Regions from separate parts of the Sus scrofa genome. Here region 2 is linked to region 1. The links are chromatin contacts, called in public promoter capture Hi-C maps. All regions are on one chromosome and are shown on one strand. Each heading gives the region's core, a stretch centred on a gene start, on an enhancer-like site or on the middle of the called end of the contact. The rest is flanking DNA. Distances are from core to core; before and after follow the strand shown. Region 1 has its middle 18 kb from the start of PAWR. Region 2 overlaps LOC102165008 (a long non-coding RNA gene).

Evidence for each region. Promoter capture Hi-C pulls out the DNA fragments that hold promoters and counts their contacts.
Region 2: a contact with region 1 is called in a promoter capture Hi-C map of liver, with 7 times the contacts expected there. The contact joins two enhancer-like sites. A contact is called at or near these places in 1 of 5 promoter capture datasets (liver), 5 of 47 Hi-C or Micro-C datasets (embryonic fibroblasts, liver and omental adipose tissue) and 1 of 2 datasets of contacts at active chromatin or transcription factors (skeletal muscle).

What each region holds. Positions count from the first base shown.
Region 1 is chr5:101,672,158-101,679,064 of Sscrofa11.1, reverse strand. No RefSeq gene overlaps it. Among named protein-coding and RNA genes, the nearest start is that of PAWR, 18 kb to the left of the region's middle. Within about 2 kb of position 1,299, at least 22 of the 83 cell types and tissues checked have an H3K27ac peak or open chromatin away from gene starts, as enhancers often do. A contact at or near this core is called in liver and omental adipose tissue, where this site is marked.
Region 2 is chr5:101,816,975-101,823,421 of Sscrofa11.1, reverse strand. It overlaps LOC102165008 (a long non-coding RNA gene), which reads right to left. Exons shown (of 4, transcript XR_002344360.1): 1 at 2,784-6,447. Among named protein-coding and RNA genes, the nearest start is that of PAWR, 130 kb to the right of the region's middle. Within about 2 kb of position 3,246, at least 29 of the 83 cell types and tissues checked have an H3K27ac peak or open chromatin away from gene starts, as enhancers often do. A contact at or near this core is called in liver and omental adipose tissue, where this site is marked.

The sequences.
Region 1 (6,907 bases), core at 50-2,549:
GCCACACCCTTGGCACATGGAAGTTCCTGGGCCAGGGATGGAATCCAAGCCACAGCTGTGACCTACACCACAGTTACAGCAATTCCATATCCTTTCCTTTAACCCACTGGGCCAGGCCTGGGAGTGAAACCACACCTCCACAGTGACCCAAGCCACTGCAGTCAGCTCCTTAACCCTCTGTGCCACAGTGGGAACTCCGAAGCCCCTTTATTCAAATCAAAAGCAGCCTGTCCCTGGAATTCGCTATTGAGTAAAGTTAAGATTACGTTTTATTTTGTAGACACTTGGATTTAATTAAATGAAGATAACATCTTGCTTAATAACCTTACAGCAGTTATTTATGGCTTACTGCATGCCGCGTATCATGGCATTCCTTCACATGCGATGTCTAGCAATCCTTTAATTAGTTCTGTGAGTGGAACATCAATATGATATCTTTTTCACGAATCGGAGAATGGAGACGTAGAGATTAACTTGTCCAGTGTCACACAGCTAGTACATGATAAAGCCAGCTATTTCAACACATATCTAATTCCAGAGCTTATTGTCAAAGGCATTCATTTTCAACGTGATAATCTAAAATTCAAACAGCTCAGTTTCTGCGCATTTTTCTGTGAAAGATTGCTTTTAATTTTATCAAAACGTTAGGGCTTCCTAATCAGGGATTCTTCAGGCTAAGGACAACTGGACCAGACAAAGCGCGTCCCATGGGCTCTCCGAGGAGCTCCTCCCCTCTGTCTTTGTAGCCTTGGGTCTGGCACAGAGCAGATGCTCTGCGTACAAATATTTGTCAAATGGCACACAGTCAGGATGGCTGTCCCAAGGTTGCCCTGGAAGTAAGCCGTCTCCCCGGGGCTTTACAGGGAGGCGGGGAGGGCCTGGGCTGGGCAAGGGTGCGCTGGTCCTTGTACCACAGCCAGGCTTCCATCCTCAGCTTTGCAGATTCACAGCTCCTGACTTTGTCAGCATTTAGAGAGCGTATGCATGTCTCAAGGACACCGTCACAGGAGTGTAACCCACTTGCCTGGGCTCTATTTGTCTAAGAGCTAAATAACTCGATTTATAATGAAAAAATAAAGGTCAGAAACACAGGAATGATAAGGTCATCGTGAACAGTGTGTATTCGCCAAGAAGGCAGACCTACATGGGCGTGAAAAGCAAAACGGGAAGCTTCCTTGGTCAATATGGAAAAGGAACAGGAGGGGTTAATGAGAGGAATCCAGTGTTTACCGGCCTCTGCTAAGAGCGCCTGAGACATTTATCTCCGCAAATAAGCAGAGTCCTGCCAAACTGCACAGAACAGAATGGCTCTCCCCAGGGCCTTTGCGACCGGCCCTTGTTTGCTAAGGGGGCGGCTGACTCTGCTACCGACGGACACATTCTTCCTTTGCATATGCTAATGTTTCTAATCTGGTGACCGTCCTTTTTTATGGGTCAGACCTCTTTCAGGTGAATTTGCATATCACTGCAAAAACCATTTATTGAATTTTTTACAAGTTTTTACAAGTTTAATTCACCCAAGGCAATGTTATGGGTGGGCCTTCTACGAGAACCTCCGTGTACGGAGGACTAGCATTTTCCAAGGCCGCTTAATACAGGTGCAATCCCTTGATCTCCCACTAGACCTCGAGTCTTCTTTTTTTTTTTTTTTTTTTTTTTTTGTCTTTTTGCTGTATCTTGGGCCGCTCCCACGGCATATGGAGGTTCCCAGGCTAGGGGTCCAATTGGAGCTGTAGCCACCGGCCTACGCCAGAGCCACAGCAACGCGGGATCCGAGCCACGTCTGCAACCTACACCACAGCTCACGGCAACGCTGGATCGTTAACCCACTGAGCAAGGGCAGGGATCGAACCCGCAACCTCATGGTTCCTAGTCGGATTCGTTAACCACTGCGCCACCACGGGAACTCCTCGTCTTCTAATTTTAACGTCAGCATATAAGCTACAGAAGGAAATGGATCACAGTCCTCTCTCTTCAGTGAACATTTTAGGGCTACACCTACCGTGCGTCAGGCTTGTCGCCTGCAGGTTACTGTGTAAGCGACAGAGTGCAAGGCAAACAACACCTCCTGCCTTCGAAGAGCCTGCAGGTGTATAAACACATAAGTACACACAACAGAGAGCATACAAGTCTATCTGCATAAAAAGACCTGTCAACAAAAGAATGGTGTTTAGTTCTAGATAGAAGTGACAAGCAGTTGTGCAAGCACAAACGGGGGAGAGACGGCTTCACCAAGACTGAACAGGAGACTTTTAAAAGTAGACCAGAGAGGAAAGGGCATTCCAGCAGATGGAACCACTTAGGCAAAGTGCCTCAAAGGAAGGGGGAAGAGGGTGCCCCTGAAAGGCTAGCACGGGAGACAAAGGTGGGCTGGAAGGGACACAGACACCCGGAAGAGGCTCCTTGCGTCCTCAGGACCCAAGGCGCCAACAACCTCTCCCACTGCCCTCTTCCCCTGGGCACTCACCTCTCTGTGTTTGCCTCTTGTGCCTCTGGCTATTAATTCTCTGCCCCTTTCAGAAGCTTCTGCTTTCCTTCAGGCAATTCTTTAAAATCAGAGATTTTTCAACATTAGGTTTTTTTTTTTTTTAATTATAGAATACCTGTACGGGGTACAATATTCAAAAGCTATAAGGCCAAAGCGTGAAAAATCAGGTTTCCCTTGGACTTACGATGGCCAGCCACACAGGTCTGCTGTTCTGCTCCCAGGGACACCTCTGGGACCAGCTCCCTGCAGCTTCTTCCAGAACATCTCTGCACGGACACACAAATGCATGTCTACATGTGATGTTCTACACAGAGTAGACTACTGCCGCATCTTGCTTTCTCTGCTTTCAAATAGATTCCAGAGAGCTTTTCTTTTTATCTATTCTTTTATTCATTCATGTATTTATGGACTGCATACATACGCCAGGCATACTTAGACGGTGAGGATATAGCAGTGGATGAAATAGGTAAAGTCTCTGTCTTCACAGGACTTACAGTCCAGGAGAAGGGGTATAGGAAATGCACAAAAACCAAATAAGCAATGACACATACACAGTGGGCCAGATGGTGAGAAGCAGTATGGCGAAAACCAACGCAGAGTCCTAAGAGGGTGGTTGGAAAGTGGCTGCAGGGCTGCAGGAGAGACAGAGACTTTGTTCCCGGCTGACCCAGCGGCTCCCCGTCAGATGAGTATGGCATTTGGTGAGTCAATCCCCTGATAGCCCGGCAGGCACTTGCATTGCTCCTGATATTTTGCTGTTACAGTGATTCAGTTCTTAAACTTAGGGTATTTGACGCATCAGAGAGTACACTGGTCGCTTAAATCCTAGATGCGGCGTTGCCATTTCCAAGGACTGTGCAGTTTTAATTTTAAGAGATGCTGCCAAATTACTCTCTGGAAAGTACCAATTCACGGCCCCTTCAGCAGTGAATGAGCGGACCGCAGCGTGGTGTCAAGATGTGTGATGTTTTGCCTTTTCTGATGAGGAAACCATGGAACTGTCTAAGTCTACTTTGCATTCATTTTCTTATTGAAGGTGCACACATTCTGATGTATTTAAAGGCCATTTATATATCTTGTAGACTATCTCTTCATTTGCCAAAATTTCTACTATGCATATATGGAGAGTGGGGTGGGGTCGGTTGTTTTGTTTCCTTTCTGACTTGTAGAAACTCTTTTCAGTAGCGAATTTACTTTGGGGGGCTGTGAGTAGCAAATCCTCTGCCAGTTTGTTCTCTTTTTACTGTGTTTATACTACATGGCTTTAGTGATACAGAACATTTTTATCATTATGTAGTATATTAAACCACCTTTTTAACGGCCTCAGAAATTATTCTTCTGTTTAACTTCCTGTGTTTTCTTCTAATACTTTTACATTTTCAACGTTTACATATTTGGACTTCATCTGTATAAAGTGTGAGGCATGGATCCAATTTTTTTTTTCTGATTGATTACCAATTGTCCCAACACTGTTTATAAAATAATTCCTCTTTTCTCCATGATTTTAAAAAATCTCACTTTTTTACATCCCAAATTCCAATAACCATTTGGGTCCAATTTGGATTTTTGTCACCTCCATAAATTTATCTGCTCATTTAGTCAACAAATGTATATTATATGAAACAGGCACTATTGTATACATGCATCAGTACCATATTTTAAGTGTTTTACCTTATAAAACATGTCCTACCATCTGATGGAAAAATGCGTCTCATTTTTCTATTTTTTTAGAATTTTCCTGTCTCTTTATTTGCTTATTTTTCATCTGAACTTTAGAATTGGTTTTCCAGTTCCAAAATAAATCAGCTTAGTGTTTTTATTGGAATTACCCAAATTTTTATAGGTTAATTTAGGGAAAACGGACATCTTTGTCATGCTGGACTTTCCAGACAAGAGCAGGGGTTGTCATTGGACATGTCTTTGTGTGTGTGTGTCCCTCACTAGTTTGCATTTTCTTCATATAAGTCTTTCACATGTTCTATACATTTTATCTTTTCATTCGTTTTTTGGCTTCGAACTGGTTATGTAAAAGTCTTTAGTTTCCTGTACTAATTTTGAATTTTCTCACTCTTCCCAATAGTGTTTCATTTGATTCCCTTGAGTTTTCTGGGTAAACAATCATACCATCAGCAAATAATAATGATTTTTTTTCCAATTTTAAATCTTACTCCGTTACCGAATTACATTGGCTAAATACCAATGGTGACCAAGAAGGCTCTGGACTTTTTCCTGGTGTGGATGCTCTTTGCCGGAGCCAGAAGCAGGGCTGTCCATTCAGCAGTTTTTAATCATAAAAATCTGGGCTGCGTACCGGAAATCAGACGTTTCGGAAGAGAAGCGTCCATGCAAGGTTCTCTCCAGTGATGGGGACTTAGCGTGGGGCCCTTTAGACGAACGTGGAAGGTAAGAAACGATGATGTGGTCGGTCGTTAATCCCTCTTGGTTCTGATCTTGTTGTCGCTGTTATTCCAACACTATACTGACAATTTCGTACAAATGAGACTGTCTGCAGTTCATCTCCTCGAGGATTACAGGTTTAGGACAGAGACAGAACGCCCCCAAAGGAAACAATTACTAGAAGTTTCCGTGTCTTCCTCGGACACTGCTCATTCTTTAACGGATGTGCCTGAGAAGAATTAAATTGCCAAACCAAAGACTAGAAAGGGAGGGTGACATCCAAAGAGTGTGCTGGTGCAATAACCCATCAGCCTCCATGTGGCCACAACTTGGCCTTAGCTTGGAGGCTATTTCTTTCTTTTTCTCAAAAATACAGAAATTTGGCCCCTGTTTGTCTAACTTATCAATGTTCAACTTTTCCTGTCTACAAAAATTGCTTTGGGGTTGTGCAAAGGCTTTTAGCTTTATTTTCCATGATGCCTCAACTATAACAGATGTTTAAAAAGATCTGTTGGGAGTTCCCGTTGCGGCTCAGTGGTAACAAACCCTGACTAGGATCCATGAGGATGCGGGTTCAATCCCTGGCCTTACTCAGTGGGTGAAGGATCGTGTTGCCTGAGCTGTGGTGTAGGTTGCAGACACGGCCTGGATCCCACATTGTTGTGGCTGTGGTGTAGGCAGGTGGCTACCCCTCAGATTTGAGCCCCCAGACTGGGAATTTCCATATGCTGCGGGTGTGGCCCTAAAAAGACATAAAATAAAATAAAATAAAATAAAATAAAATAAAATAAAATAAATAAAATAAAATAAAATAAAGTAAAATAAAATAAAAATAATAAAAAGATCTGTTGAATGTGTGAGCGTTAGGTAATTAGAGCGCCCTGTGTGGTTTTATATTAGCGATACGTTGCAGTGTCTGTTGAGAAAAGGAAAGACTAGTTAGTCTGAATATGCACCAGCTTTTACAAAGATGATGAATGTATGTAGACAGTTGCAAAATGTCCCATTTCTAGAAAACTGTGAGTACTAACAATTGGATTTGTACTCTCTTCATCAATCATTATGGTTACAATTTAGTCTATCTTCTGCTATTTTATTTTTCATGTCCCTTTTAAAATGCCCCAAATGCACTGTAACCCTCTAAATCTGTTATTCATTAACAGCACACGTTGAGGTAAGGACACTGCTAAGACCCCCAGTTGCTGACCTGAAAAGGTTTTGTTTCTGACTTTTTTTTTCAGACCTGCAGGGGGTGGAGTAAAGAGATGAATAGCTGAAGCACTTCTCTACATGTGATAGGACAAAACTAGAACAATTTTAATAACCTGAAAAAGGTTTGTCAGAACGACCACTTGGGGAGTTCCCGTCGTGGCGCAGGGGAAACAAATCCAACTAGGAGCCGTGAGGTTGCGGGTTCAATCCCTGGCCTTGCTCAGTGGGTTAAGGATCTGGCGTTGCCAGGAGCTGTGGTGTAGGTCACACACACGGCTCGTATCTGGTGTTGCTGTGGCTCTGGTGAGGCCAGGAGCTGCAGCTCTGATTCAACCCCTAGCCTGGGAACCTCCATATGTCTTGGGTGAGGCCCTAAAAAGATAAAAGACACACACACAAAAAAGCAACTTGGGTTTCATTCTCTAAACTCGATTCAGAAGATCTGATTGATTCAGCATCACAATATAGTATCACTTTCCTGCATGGATTCCCACCTCAGGCTCCTGGCTCATCTGTGGATCGGCAGCTTCCAAGCATTTTTTTTTTACCGCAATCCAAAGTAGTAAATATATTTCACACTGTGAACTGATGCACGCACGTATACAGTTTCATAACATAATACTCAAGCTGTCGATGACGTGTCTTACACTCTCATTTATTCTGTTCTTAATCTAGCCTATTCCATTCTGCTGCATTCATTTAAAAAATTGCTGGACGTAACTGGTAACTCTGCAGTTTGAAAAACAAGGCTGCAGGGTAGTGCTTCTGAGATTTTTAATACTTATACAAACCACGAAGGGATCTTGTTAA
Region 2 (6,447 bases), core at 1,997-4,496, 140 kb before region 1:
GTTAAGAACCCGACTAGTACCCATGAAGATGTGGGTTCAATTCCTGCCTCACTCTCTGGTTAAGGATCTGGTGTTGCCATGAGCTGCAGTGTAGATCATGGCGGCAGCTCGGATCCAGCATTGCTGTGGCTGCGGTGTAGGCCAGCAACTGCAGCTTGGATTCAAACCCTAGCCCAGGAGCTTCCATGTGCTGCACATGCAGCTGGAAAAAAAACAAAAACCAAAACCAAAACCACAAAAACAAACAAACAACAAACAAACACCACGTCTTTTTTGAAGAGAGAAACAAAATAATTGGAAAGAAAGATTCTGGGAGGACCTAAGGCTGTTCAAGAATCCCCTCCCCGATTCTTCATCCCTCAAACCTACTTTCTTGCACAGAAGCCTCAGGCACAGCTCGAGAACCACATCTGCCTTATTCTACCCCGTCTCGCTTCAGGATTAATGTTACTCGGTGTCCTTGCGGATCCCGCTCCGCCCTCCAGGGGTCAGGTCAGCTTCCTGACCTTCGCTGTGAACCAACAGCACTGGATTTTTTTTTTTTTTTTTCAATTACCAAGACCCAGGTCCCAGGTCCAGGTCCAGACTGATTGGCTCTAGAATGACGCCAGAGCCGAGGACCGGGATGTCACCGCATAGCAAACGTCTGTCTCCCACTTCATGTCAAGACCTGTGGAGGAAGGCCTGCAGGTACCACAAAATTCCACCCCACATTCCCCGTCTGGGGAACTTAGGGATGGGGGGAGGCCTTCGAGCAGGAACTGGAGACGGTCACGTGTTAGATGCGCTTCTTTGGTAACAGAGGAGGGTGAGAAACGGACAGGGTGGCCTCTTGGAGGAGAGAGTCCTGAAGCGGGGCCGCCGTCTGCCCACCAGCTCCCCCTACGGACAAGGTGGGTGTGGAATCGGGGCCCTCGCAGGATAAGAATGAGCTGGGCTGGTGCTTCCCGCCCTTACCGCCCAGGTGAGGTTCGGAGGCTGGCTCTGGTCTGAACGGAGGCAGAGCGTTGAGACTGGAGGAGGGAGCCAGAGAGATGCTGCAGCTGAGAGAAGGTGCTAGAAGGTGGGCTGCATTGCCCTCTTGGGAGCAGCAAGAAGAAGAGCTTCCGCTTGGCTCTGACGGACTCCAAGGACGGAGGCCGGGCTTCAGCCGCCTCGCTTTCCCCTGATGCGATGGGTACCACGGCCGAAAGAGGACATGGCACCTGAGGGAGGGCTCCACCCGGAGCGTGGCCAGGGGCGGCCTGGGCACCCCTGAGGCACCAGCACATGCGCCCCCAGAGAGACACTGCTCTCAGACGCTTCTGCGTGGGACGCTCAGTGTCGGCCAGATGAGCAGCCACCGCCTACGGAGAGGAGACGCGGGCACAGGACCTCGCTGGAAGCAGACCAGCCAGAGGGGTCACTGCCAGCTTCAGCTCCTACATCAGAGGGCACCACAGCCAAGGGCGCGGGGGTGGGAGGGGCCTGGCTTCCTGAGGGGTGGGCACGAGCAGGAGGCGGCCTCTGAACAGAAAATGATTTTGAAACTACAACGAACACTCCCGAGTCTTGAGATTTCAGCGACACTTTGAAGAAAGTGGGAGAATCAGGCTGAGACGCCGTCAAGCGCGTCCAAGCCCGCAGGCGGAGAGTTTGGGGAGGACGCAGCAGCGATTACGGGGAAAAGGAAATCCTTGCACGTCTACACCCCGACACAAGGACAGGCTCACAGAACCGGCCACACAGGCTAGTCTGTGCACCCCTTGAGTGTGAGGGACGTGTTGCCCGTCCCAAGGGGCACGGTCATGTGTCCCGGGAGACGTTGATGGAGACGGAAGCGACCCAGGGTGATGCCGCCACGTGGCTGCAGTGTTTGCGGGGAGCAGTAAGTTTTCCTCAAGAGCCAGATACGCCTCAGGATCATGGGTAAATCCTGATTCCAAACCGGAGCCTCCTGTGACACCGTCAACCACATCATGGGATCCGCGTGAGACTCCGAGAGTCACGAAAGCGGGTGGGGGCGGGGGCTGACCGGTGCCCTCGTAAGGAGGAGCGTTCCATGCAAACGCTCATGACCAAGTGAAAAGGGAGTGTGACGAGAGAGCCAGCCGGGGACGCGGTGACGGGTCTGAGTCAAACGCCCAGCATGGTCCGCTTCCTTTCCTGGGATGAAGTAAGACGCCGGGAAGGTCCAGGGTGAAGCAAACCCAGGGCCAGGGCCCTGCACCCCAGCCCTGAAAACACGGATGGCAGCACACTTGCCTCCCCGTGTTTACCGACTCTGCTGAATCCGACTAAACCAACACAGCAACCCACCTCCAAGACGAAGAGCCACGGTAACTCTGAGTATCTACAGCCGGCCACACGATCCCTTGGCCCCAGGCCTCTCTGTTCCCGGGTCAGCGGGCAGGCAAGGACTCGAAGAGCAGACCGGCTTCAGAACCCGATCCTCGGCCCGAGGGCCTTGTGATCCGAGGTGTTTGTGAAGCCCCCCCCACCCCCCGGCCCACACTTCCCTTCCGTGGGCCCAAAAAGCAGCGCCTGAGATGCTCCGCATGCCTGTCCTGCCCTAAGGGCTGCAACAGCCCTACACATTCCTCCCACAGGCAGCCGGGGAGCTCGCAGGGCCAGCGCCCTTCCGTGTGCCCTGCACAGCCCCAGTGTTTGAAAGGATGACAGGCCCAAAAAAAGAACCCAGGAGAAGAGCGGAGGGTGCCAGAGAGGCCGCTTGGTCTCAGGAGCCTTTGCAGGGGCTGGGGGCCACCCCCACCCTCAGCCCCCCAGCATAGAGAAGGACTTACCTCGAAAGGGAATGCAGGCCAGAAGCAGCAGGGGCAAAGCTTCGGCGGCTAGAAAGGAACCCGGGGCCCTGGTCCAAATACGCAGTCAAGATTTGTCACTAGCATCCCTTGCTGGAAAGCTGGGGCAAGGGGTTTGCCCCGAGGCCCAAACTGGACCTCAGTCGGCCGGTCCGTCGCTAGGGCCCCAGAGGTGAAAGCCGTGGGCAGGAATCCTCTCCCTTCCCGTCTCTCCCCCTCCCTCCCTCGCCGCCTCCTCCCTCTCAACAACACACCGCTGGGGAGCTGATTGGGGTCAATTTGCCGCAGACCTTGGGTCCACCTGCAGCTCGTTCGTTTATTTCTCGGGAAAACCACCAGAGGGCGGTGTGGTCACCGATCCCGCACCCGCTCCCGGTTTCCTCCGCCGCCTGTTCAGGCAGGCGCGTCAGTACATCCTGTGACAGGATGTTTCAAAACTCTTCCTTCAATTCTCATTGTAAATACACTACCTCGGGGCGGATCCATCCAGATGCACCTCCCAGCGCAGCCTGAACTGCCCGGGTCAAAGGTTCTGTTCTATCTGTAATGATCTTGCTCAAGTGTGCAGCCCAGAAGCTGGAGCTTAAACTTGCATTTCTGTCCTGCATTTCTGCTGAAGTTTGGAAGTTCTCTCCTAGGCTGCCGTCGGGAGCAAAAGGAGTTAAAAATCTGCACAGCCTTCTTTGTACAAAACTGTGCTGTGTTTCCACGTTCAGGTTACAAGTGTTTGGCTTGCTCAAAAGCAGGGCTGCCCGACCGGTCAGAAGCTATTAGTAGACTCGTCATATGTGCAAACATGAGGGAGCAAGAGCCACGTTTCTCTCTGCTGGAGGCACTGGGAGTGTGAACTGGAGGCCAGGAGATTTGGGCCTAGTTAGTGTGCCAGAAAAAACAAAGTCGCTAGCAGCTTTGGGCTTTGGGGGGGGGGGGCAGAATTCCCCTTCCCGTGACTCAACAGCACCCCGAGGCACAGGGGACGGGCCGTCTCTGGCTCCTCTGGGATCCGCATTGGAAGAAGCCATGCAAACGAAGCCACTGAGGGCAGGTCCGGGTGAAATGATAAGTCAGGGTGTATCCGAGGCGTCGGGCAAAGGCTAGGGCGCGGGCAGAGAGGCGCCCCAACACCAGTGCTGCACTTCTTCAGACAACCAGCACCTCCCGATACCAAGCTCGTCTTCCGTTTATCAGCAGAGGCAGATAAGGTGAAACATCTGCAGCCAGAGGGACATCTGGAATTTTCCTGCCAGGCCGAGATACCATCCAGCGTTCAAGTGGGCCATATTTGGACAGGGCTGCTGTGTCCTTCCTCTTATCTTTTGTATTTCCACGGCCGTTTAGCGACATGAGCGCCCTTTACACAAGGTCAGCACTGTTTACTCAGACTTGCCCAAAGGCCTCGCTCCTGCTTCCTATTCTCTTCCCTCAAAGGATCAGGAGTTCCTACCACGTCTTGAGGGGAAAACGCCCAGAGGAGACGTTTATTGGAGTGAGTTGGGCGGGGATTCCAACTCAACAAAAAAAGGAGGATGGAGCTGAAAAGCAGCCCCACACTTGAAAGACGATTATTTCACCAGGAAGCTCCCAGGGCTGGGCCCCCCCGTGGGCTTCACAGCGGCAAACGGAGAACAAAGTGGAGAAAGACAAACCAAGTTGGGAGAACAGGCTGTGACTCCTGACAGCAAAACCTGACCAGGCGGAATGTTGGCAGAGGGTGGAGAGGGATTCGAGCGTCTTGCAGACACACCCGTGGCCCTCAACCCCCCTCACACCCCAGGAGCGTTACCGAGAAGGCTTCACGGCCGTTTCTTCTGGGCACCGTCTTTATGGGCCGCCACCCCAGGGAATCAGGGAACAGACCCCTCTTGGCTTCCGGCTCACCTTTCCACACCCAAGATTTGGGAACAAAAACAGCCAGCCAGGAAAAGATAAGCAGTCCACAAGAGCCCACCTGTAATTTGGCTAAATGGAGTTGTTTCAGGACATGACAGCTGGGCTTCAGGCTTGATTATTACGAATGTATAATCAGTGTGGCCTGTTTCCAGGAAAGGAACTTTTTTTTTTTTTTTTTTGTCTTGTTGTTGTTGTTGTTGTTGCTATTTCTTGGGCCGCTCCCGTGGCATATGGAGGTTCCCAGGCTAGGGGTTGAATCGGAGCTGTAGCCACCGGCCTACGCCAGAGCCACAGCAACGCGGGATCCGAGCCGCGTCTGCGACCTACACTACAGCTCACGGCAATGCCGGATCCTTAACCCACTGAGCAAGTCCAGGGATGAAACCTGCAACCCCATGATTCCTAGTCGGATTCGCTAACCACTGAGCCACGATGGGAACTCCAGGAAAGGAACTTTTGTTTCGCTTTTTTTTCTTCTCCTCCTCCACTCAGAATGAATGGCTTTCTCATTAGGCAGGGTTCCCGTGTCCTCCGAAAATGCATCTGGGATAGAAAGACTCCCCAGAGTCACAGACAGAAATGCCAGCAGACGTGAGTACCTTCCTCCCCATCCCGAGCTGGAGAAATGAACCCTCAGGCCACCCTCCGGGTCGGGAGCCTCTCGGTGAGACCATTAAAGCCACGGAGCCAGCCACCTAGTGCAGCTATTGCAGTCCTGCCTGTTGTCCCCGTCCAACCCCTAGATTCACGGAAGCAAGCACATCGGGAGGATTCAGGTCTTCTCACCCATTTTACAGACAGTGATCCAGCACCCCCTCCATGTGTCAGGCCCTGGAGGACCATAACGAACAAGATCTAGGCTAGTCTCGGCCTCTGCGGAGTTTGTTCATGCGGGAAACAAGCCAATGAAAAGTTAATTGTAACTTCACATGCACAAGGGTGGCAAGCACCACCCAAAAACAGAACAAAACAAAAAGCCAGAAAATGACAAGTATTGGACTTCCCGTTGTGGCTCAGCGGTTAACGAATCCGACTAGGAACCATGAGGTTGCGGGTTCGATCCCTGGCCTTGCCCAGTGGGTTAAGGACCTGGCGTTGGTGTGAGCTGTGGTGTAGGTGGCAGATGTGGCTCGGATCCCCTGTTGCTGTGGCTCTGGTCTAGGCTGGTGGCTACAGCTCCGATTTGACCCCTAGCCAGGGAACCTCCAAATGCCGCAGGAGCGGCTCTAGAAAAGGAAAAAAAAAAAAAAGGGAAAAATAAAAACAAAACAAAACAGAAAACCAAATGACCTTTGGGGGCTAGCAGCTCGGCCAAAGAATTCAGGCTTCATCTGAATTATAACAGGAAGCCTTTGGAAGAGTGAAAGCTCAGAAGCACCGCGATATGGTTGGGTCTTTGGAAAGCTTATTCCAAAGAGCAGCCTGGAGGTCGAGCGAGGGGAGAGGCCGGGAGAGGAGGTAGGAGGTTTCTGCACTGAAACGAGCCAGAGCTGACCAAGTAGGGAAGACTGGAAGGTACCGGGGAGGTGCTTCCAAGCTCCCGGTGGTGCTCTGCCAACCCTGAGGCCCTGGGCTCGGCCGGGAAGCAGGATGCGGTTTTGTGGGGAGGTGCTGCGGCGGCTGCCAGCACACCTTCCAGGAGGCCCTTCTCCAGCTTCGGGTCCAGACTCGCCTTCCCTGGCCAGACCGCCGAGAGCATCATGAGCCTCACCGTTTGCACTGGAACGATGGGCTGCTGGCTAAGGAGCGTGGAATT